Linked DNA regions of Arabidopsis thaliana: region 2 is linked to region 1. The links are chromatin contacts, called in public capture Hi-C maps. All regions are on one chromosome and are shown on one strand. Each heading gives the region's core, a stretch centred on a gene start, on an enhancer-like site or on the middle of the called end of the contact. The rest is flanking DNA. Distances are from core to core; before and after follow the strand shown.

Region 1 (4,307 bases), core at 680-3,179:
CATCGGAGTCGAACAACCTCGCTGTCCCGAAATCTGCAACTTTAGGGTTCATCTCTGCGTCTAAAAGTATGTTGCTTGCCTTCAAGTCTCGGTGAATAATCTTTAGCTGCGAGTCTTCATGAAGATAAAGAAGACCTCGAGCAATGCCTTCTATAATTCTGTATCTCATCTCCCATGTAAGAAGTGAACGCTTCTCATCATCTGCAAAGTTCAAAGAAACATTTAGTTTGCTAAAAGTTCTAAAACCATCCAAATTGGCAGCTGTCTTTCGAAGTCTCACCGAAGATAAAGTGATCAAGACTTGAATTGGGAACGAACTCGTAAACAAGAATCTGTTCATCTCCTTCATTACAAAATCCAAGAAGCTTAACTAGATTCCTATGCTGGAGTCTTGTCAATAGCGAAACCTCATTCTTGAACTCTATATCTCCTTGTCCTGAACCTTTTGTTAACCTCTTCACCGCTACCTCTTGCCCGTTTAGTAATGTCCCCTGAAACCGGTCCACAAGATTTGTTATTCACCAAAGATCAAGATCAATCAAGAACTCATAATTAGTAAAACAAATGTTAGTACTACCTTATAGACCGTACCAAATCCACCTTGGCCAAGCGTATTTTCCGATGAGAATTCATCGGTAGCCGCTAAGACCATACCAAGATCAAACCGTAACATGAATTGACCATCAGAATCAGAGTACTCTGCACTTCCAACTAAAAGAAAAAACAAGAAGATATAAGACTTACTCTCTACATCATGTGGTTGATTGAAGCAAGAAATAATGTACACTTACCATTGATTTTGTTGTATGATTCTTTCCTACGTCCATAGACTTTGATATAGCCAATAAACACCAAAATATTAATGAAAGTAAGAACCACAACTATTGCAATAATTCCACCATATCCAATGCTTCTTCCTAAAAATCATCAAACCCCTTTTAGCCTAAGAACATCTTTATCATACTAACAAACTTAAATAAGACTCAAATCAATGTTTTACCTTTCTTTTTTGTTATAGAGCTCTCGTTTCCCTGAGCTTGAGGTCGAGGAGGCGCAGGAACTCTTGTTACATTATCAAAAGCACCATGGAAAGCATATAGATCCCACCTGAAAAAACAGCTCGGACGATAAACCTCGCCTCCTTGTCTTCCCCAAACCTGTTCTTTGAAAAGCGTCACGCATTCTCCCAGACATGTTTTGCAATCTTGGGAAGTTATGTCGGGTGTGCATTGCATCAGCATGTAAACATTTGGAAACTCTGTGAACTCGGCTTTTTCGGCACTATAGTACTTAAGTACCGAGGAAGTTTCAGCTTCTGTGGCAGACTCGACGGTCCGATTAGCCATTGCATTCCATTCTTGTTCGAAAAGAGTCATGTTTTTCGATGGCTCGATACTATTCGGACTTTGGTATCTAACAGAAGGTCTAAGCTCGAGGTTCCCAAAAGTTGAGTGGTTTGAGGTACTTACAAGACAAGAAACATTGTCTTCCTCGTCTTTGTCCCACGTGAATGAATCCACGCGGTTTAGACAACTCGTTGTCGTTAGTATACCCTGTATCGCACTGTCGACACACCTGATACAAGCTTGTTGCTCGTATCCTCTTCCGCAGAGAGCAACAGCATGAACTATGTTGGGACTTTTGCCGAGTGAAGAGTTGTAGAATCCACCGTTGGTGACGACTTTATTAGGAAGAGTAGAGAAGAGATCGCGGCGATTCTGAGCGTAGCTGCTATTACCGTTGAAGAAGCTTCCGGTACATCCGACGGCGTTAACGATTTCCACGTTTTGAAGGACAATAAGAAGAGAAGAAGCGATAAAGATCATCAAAACAGAGTATTTCCCCATATCTTTTTGATCATACGTTATTGTTACGAGGATAATCAATTACTATAGAGCTTTTGTATATTATAAGGTGACTTGAGACAACGAGTACACACTACTTGACTTGACAAAATGGTGTATTGGTCAGATTTTGTTACTACTAGGAAAGTACTCGGACATACGCGTAGGTTCTCATGTCCATATATGTATACAGAGATGTTCATGTTCAAATTTTATTATTTTATGTGTTTTCGTTGTATAGTTAGGATATAATTGAAATACGGTAAAACCTCTATAAATTAATAATACTGAAACCGAGAAAATTTATTAATTTAAAAAGGTATTAATTTATCGATTAATTAATAAATTTAAATTATAGAGAGATTTTACAAATTTTGTAACTTTTTACAAAAATTTAATCTAAAAGGTAAATGAGACCATATATTTATATAAGATTTTCAAAAAAATTATTATCTTATTAATATATTGATTTGTATCAATTTTTACATTGATCTCAACTCGGAACGGAAGAATTTATTAATTTATATAGTTATTAATTTATCGAGAAGTTTTACTATATATTTAACATAAAGTAATACGATATTGACAAAAGATAGAAAGAAAGTAGTATGATATGTTTGTTATCAATCCCATTTGACAAGTTTTCATTTGTGCGTTTAAAACAACTATAGTATACATAACTGCTTAGTAAATTGAGAATGTTTATTCCTATCAAAACATACATTTTACTCACAAAACCTTACTTTGGAAAGTAATTGCAAATTTACAAATAACTTTTCATAAGTGATATTGACTAGTGAGGAAGAAAAACAAAAATTAGCGATTTTCAAGTAGCCTTTTTTGTTTTGTCAAGTAGCATATTAGAAATGTTATAAATATTTCGTCGTAGTTGGCAACGGTGACCAAGTAAGTGTCTACGGTTCTTAGAAATTCCATGATTTTTTTTTTTTTTGTCATCGGTTTTGTTTTGAGCTCAAAAGAATCAATCTTGCGGAATATTGTTTACATAAGTGACATAAAACGATTTAGTACAAATTTTCGTGCCAAATTGTCCGTTTTAACATTTGCATTACAAAAAATTAAAGATAAAGAGAAGCTTGTGAATTCTTCCTTGTCGCTCTGAAAATCCTCCAAATATGCTGAAAACGCCGACTATTCGGTTGAGGAAAAAACTATCTTCACCAGGTCTGAACAGTATATAAAAAAGGCTACATCTTGGTTGTCGGCACCAATCATACACTTTATCGTCCAGAGTAGAGTTTCGACTTCGGTGTAAAGTAAAAATTCCATGATTGATAATGAATAATATTAGGTTCCAAGTACACTAATACTTTTTTTCTTTTTTTCTATATTTTTTTTCTGAAAATACTTTTATGGGTGAATTGGAAAACTAACTAGTTTTCAACACTAAATTAAGAAAATAGCACTATAATTCTAGAAATTAAGAAACTAACATATGAGAACTGGGAAATATCCACTTTATTCTTATTTAACAGACCTTTTTCCTTCATCATCTTCTTCGTTGCTTCTTCTCTTCTCCCCAATTCAATAAAAAATTTCCAGAAAAATTAACTTTTTTTTATCTCAATCCATTCTAATTACAAACATCTATTGATTTAAAAAAATTAAACCCTAAGGATGATACTTTATATGAACCCAAACAAAAATAATTAAACTAAATGAAATCATCTCAAGTTTCAGTTTTTAGAAGTCTGAAAAAATCATGTTTATATACTCTTAATCTCTTTTCTCCTTTCTTAAATCGAATTGAAATCGATTCGATTTTGGGTTTAAATTTGTGTTAAGGAGATATTGATCAAACCAGAAAATATTCAATTAGATCTGGTGAGTCTTCGTATTTGTTTTCCTTAGTTCTAGCAAATAGAATGTAACAAAATTGAAAGTAAAATAGAAAACTATAGTTTTGTTCTGTTTTAATGAAGGCGATATAGAAAAAAAGAGATGAGATGCCAGAGATAAGAGGTGAGAGGTGAGAGGTGAGAGGTGAGAAGGGTAAAGTGGTCTTAATATACAAAATACAAAAAATATCACAACAGCTTTTTTTTTTAGGTTAGTTTCTTAATTATTAAATTTTTTTGGTTATAGATCCAAATTTCTCTACCTTTATTCCTATTTTTATTTAATAAGATATATACATTTTTTTTATAATTATTTTCTTTACTTTTAATTTCTTTTCTATAAAATAAATAAGTATAGTTGTGTTATAATGTTTTAGTAAATTTATATTTTATTTGATAAGATATATTTATCTTCTTACCACACAATATGGTCCATTAAAAAGTTTATTTATGAGCCTTTTCTGAAAGTCCTTGTTTGTTCTACGTTGATTGTTGTAATTCTTCGTTTATTTGCGCTGCCGCTACCGCTTCTTCAACCTCTCGTCCATTCCTCCCGAGCAAGCTTTGATCTGTTTCGCTTCTCTCAGGTTTGTCTCGAATCCGA
Region 2 (4,307 bases), core at 717-3,216, 120 kb before region 1:
ATATCATACCCTGGGAAATGATCCATCTTCCTATCTTTGTCTATGAAGCATCGATTTATGATGTGTGTGTCTGATTTGCAGTTTATTGCAGCAAATCTATCAGAAGAGGAAATCAAAGGTCTTAAGACACTGTTCACCAACATAGATACTGACAAAAGTGGAAATATTACTCTTGAAGAACTCAAAACAGGTCTTACTAGACTTGGATCTAACCTCTCTAAAACCGAAGTGGAGCAACTCATGGAAGCTGTGAGTTGATTACTTATTGCATCGGACTTGTCTTTAAAGAAAAAATATAACTTTGTAACACATAATGATTAACTTCTCAGGCTGATATGGATGGTAATGGAACAATCGACATAGACGAGTTTATTTCTGCAACGATGCATAGATACAAATTGGATAGAGATGAACATGTGTACAAAGCATTCCAACACTTTGACAAAGACAACGACGGGTATGTTTCTTCCACTTTTTGCTTATTAGTCGAATAATGTTTTTGAACTAAAATGTGAAATGCTTGACAATACAATAGGCACATAACGAAGGAAGAGTTGGAGATGGCGATGAAGGAGGATGGTGCGGGAGATGAAGGTAGCATCAAACAAATCATAGCCGATGCTGATACCGATAATGTAAGTTGGTCAATACATCAAACATGAAACATCAGACCGGTTTTTTTCGAAACACTGTTAAGTAATGAACAACTCTGTTACAGGATGGAAAAATAAACTTTGAGGAATTCCGCACAATGATGAGAACTGAGAGCAGCTTGCAGCCAGAAGGGGAACTTCTTCCGATCATCAATTGAATAATACATATTTGCATGCTTTAAGGTATTGAATAATACATATTTGTATGGTTTAGTTTGATCTGTTTAATCCACATTTTTTGTTTGTCAAGGTTGTAAAATCCAATTAAAAAGAATTCATTCTTTTGGTATATTTGTGATTCCTTATAAAGTGTGTTGTAGTTTTATAGATACTTGACCTAAGGAATTGAGAAATACAAACATCAAAAATATTCAGAGAATTCAATAGAATATTTCGGACGCTCTACGTTTTAGGGTTTCTTTCACAATTTGCCTTGGCGTTTAAGGTAACCTAACTGAGAAAGGTTTCTTGTTATTCAATAAACCATCTCTCTGCTACAGCGAGTGTCAATGGCTCTCATCTTCCATTAGCGACGATGCATAGACACAGATTGGAACGAGATGAACATTTTCAGAAAGCATTGTTGATAAAGACAACAACGGTTTGCAGCCACAAGGGAAACTTCTTCGTATCCATTGATCATTAAGCTCTGTAATTGTTTCACTAAATAGTGGTTTTCCGGTTTTGGTAAACCCAAAGATTCAAAGCTAAACCGGAGAAAACAGAGGCCTTTTCTCTTGTAAATTTCTTGATCATTGCAAACCTTTCTAGCTGAAACAGAGTTTTTCTTTTGACCGAACCGAATGTACCGGACCGAAATATCCGAAACCGAATGGATATAAACCGAAATATTTTGGATAACCGAAAATATCCGAAATATAAATAAATTTCAAAAGTATTAGTTATTTCTAAACTAAATAAATAAAAATACTTGAGAATATATATAAAATAGTAAAAATATTCGAAAATAACCAAAAATTATCCTATTATCCGAAAATAACTGAATTATCCGACAATATTCAAAGTAAAATAACCGAATGGATACTATTTTTTAAGAGCAAAAGAACCGAAACCGAAACCTAACTTTCAAAATAACCGAATGGATTCTAAACTTTAGAACCGAAAAAAACGATAACCGAATGGATAACCGAACGCCTAGGACTGATAATATGAATTTAAATATTCTAAAGACCATTGACTTAAAGACCAAATCATTGTAAACCCTCTAGCTGCACCAGAGTGTTTGCTTTTGACCAACTATGTGAATTTAAATATTTTAAAGAACATTGACTTAAAGACCAAATCCACAAATGTACGAGTTCAGAATTGAGATGATGATTCTCCATAAACCTCCATCTTCTGAAATCTTACATTTTGACAATCTGACTTCCTCGAAGTTCATCTTCTTTAAACCAGAAAAGTCTCTGAAAACTCTCAATGGGTTGCTACAGCAGTAAGAACCTAAAACAATCAAAAAGAACCATTCTTGAGAAACCATTCGTTGACATCGGAAAGGTTTACATCCTCGGGGATGAATTGGGTCAAGGCCAATTCGGTATAACTCGAAAATGCGTTGAGAAGACTTCAGGTAAGACTTACGCCTGCAAGACCATTCTCAAGACGAATCTAAAGAGTAGAGAAGATGAAGAAGCCGTGAAGAGAGAGATTCGTATCATGAAGCATTTGTCTGGAGAACCGAACATTGTTGAGTTCAAGAAAGCTTACGAGGACAGAGATTCTGTACATATTGTTATGGAATATTGTGGTGGTGGAGAGTTATTCAAAAAGATCGAAGCTTTGTCCAAAGATGGAAAGTCTTACTCCGAGAAAGAAGCTGTTGAAATCATTAGGCCGATTGTGAATGTTGTCAAGAATTGTCATTACATGGGTGTGATGCTTCGTGATCTAAAGCCTGAGAATTTCTTGCTCTCCAGTACCGATAAGAATGCTACGGTCAAAGCTATCGACTTCGGGTGTTCTGTTTTCATTGAAGAAGGTTAGCTTCGAGATTCCTTTCTTTGATTGCCTTTGATTGGTTTTGGTACTGGAGTATGTTGGTTTGTGTCTTGTGTTTTAAATTTGGTGACTTTTGGTTCCTGTGCCTAGAGATTGCGACTCAAAAATGAGTTTAGAGGTTGATCTTTAATAGAATCCATCTTAGGAGTATATAAGAAATGTTTTGTATGTATAAGATTGGTCTTGCACAAGTCTCTTTAGTTTGAGAAAATTTGGTTACTTTGGTTCAAATGCGTATAGAGTTGGATTTGGTGACTCATACAAGAATCAGGTTTTGATGTATTTTTTGTCTAAACCAACAAAAACAGGAGAAGTACACCGGAAATTCGCTGGGAGTGCTTACTACATTGCTCCTGAAGTGTTACAGGGAAAATACGGTAAAGAAGCGGACATTTGGAGTGCAGGGATTATATTGTACATCCTACTCTGCGGCAAACCTCCCTTTGTGACAGGTTCAAACTTAAAAAGCTAACATAAATGTTCTTCTTCTTGGGGTTTGCTTTGTTATATATACGTATCTATTGTATGTATATTGTAGAACCTGAGGCACAGATGTTCTCTGAGATAAAGAGTGCCAAAATCGACGTTGACAGCGAATCATGGAAGTTTATAGATGTGAAGGCAAAACATCTTGTCAATAGGATGCTTAACAGAAACCCCAAGGAACGAATCTCTGCTGCAGAGGTTCTTGGTAAGTTCGTTTATGACTGTTCTATCTTTTTGAGATTCTAAAGCAATCAAATTAGATTGTTAAGTTTAGGTGAGTTCCAAAAGAAAGAAGCTTCAAGAATTCAGAATTGTGCTCACTATGTTTTGTTGAGGGCTTGTGTATGTTAATCTTGAAGTCTTGTTTCTTGTTATGTCTGTAATGTATATAGGACATCCTTGGATGAAAGACGGAGAAGCTTCAGATAAGCCTATTGATGGCGTTGTTTTATCTCGATTGAAGCAATTTCGAGATATGAACAAGCTAAAGAAAGTAGCTCTAAAGGTAAAGAGTAACCATTCCCGATTCTTGCTACCTCTTCCTATCTTCAGTTAATGATGTGTGCGTCTGATTTTTTTGCAGGTTATTGCAGCAAATCTATCGGAAGAGGAAATCAAAGGTCTTAAAACACTGTTCACCAACATTGATACCGACAAAAGTGGCACAATCACTCTTGAAGAACTCAAAACAGGTCTTACTAGACTTGGATCTAACCTCTCTAAAACCGAAGTGGAGCAACTCATGGAAGCTGTGAGTTGATTGATTACTCATTGCATCCGACTTGTCTTTAAAGAAAAATATATAACTTTGTAACACATAATTATAAACTTCTCAGGCTGATGTGGATGGTAATGGAACAATCGACATAGACGAGTTTATCTCTGCCACGATGCATAGATATAGATTGGATAGAGATGATCATGTGTACCAAGCATTCCAACACTTTGACAAAGACAATGACGGGTAAGTTTCTTCCACTTTAGCTTATCACTACTATAAAGTTAAAACTGAAATATGAAATGCAATAGGCACATAACCAAGGAAGAGTTGGAGATGGCAATGAAAGAGCATGGTGTGGGAGATGAAGTTAGCATCAAACAAATCATAACCGAAGTTGATACCGATAATGTAAGTTGGTCCAATCCAATACA

Evidence for each region. Capture Hi-C pulls out chosen DNA fragments and counts their contacts.
Region 2: a contact with region 1 is called in a capture Hi-C map of shoot, with 5 times the contacts expected there. The contact joins the promoter of CPK31 here to the promoter of CRK39 in region 1. A contact is called at or near these places in 2 of 26 Hi-C or Micro-C datasets (leaf and rosette leaf) and 1 of 3 other capture datasets (shoot).

The regions. Positions count from the first base shown.
Region 1 is chr4:2,257,120-2,261,426 of TAIR10.1, reverse strand. CRK39 (cysteine-rich RLK (RECEPTOR-like protein kinase) 39) reads right to left here and starts at 1,929. Exons shown (of 7, transcript NM_116692.2): 1 at 1,001-1,929; 2 at 792-917; 3 at 578-711; 4 at 281-491; 5 at 1-201. The coding sequence starts at 1,847.
Region 2 is chr4:2,381,780-2,386,086 of TAIR10.1, reverse strand. It overlaps CPK31 (calcium-dependent protein kinase 31), which reads left to right and starts at 1,966. Exons shown (of 8, transcript NM_148230.3): 1 at 1,966-2,649; 2 at 2,978-3,121; 3 at 3,208-3,360; 4 at 3,548-3,660; 5 at 3,739-3,906; 6 at 3,992-4,119; 7 at 4,185-4,284. The coding sequence starts at 2,091. CPK27 (calcium-dependent protein kinase 27) reads left to right here. Exons shown (of 8, transcript NM_116708.3): 5 at 82-249; 6 at 330-457; 7 at 536-635; 8 at 719-1,049. The coding sequence ends at 811.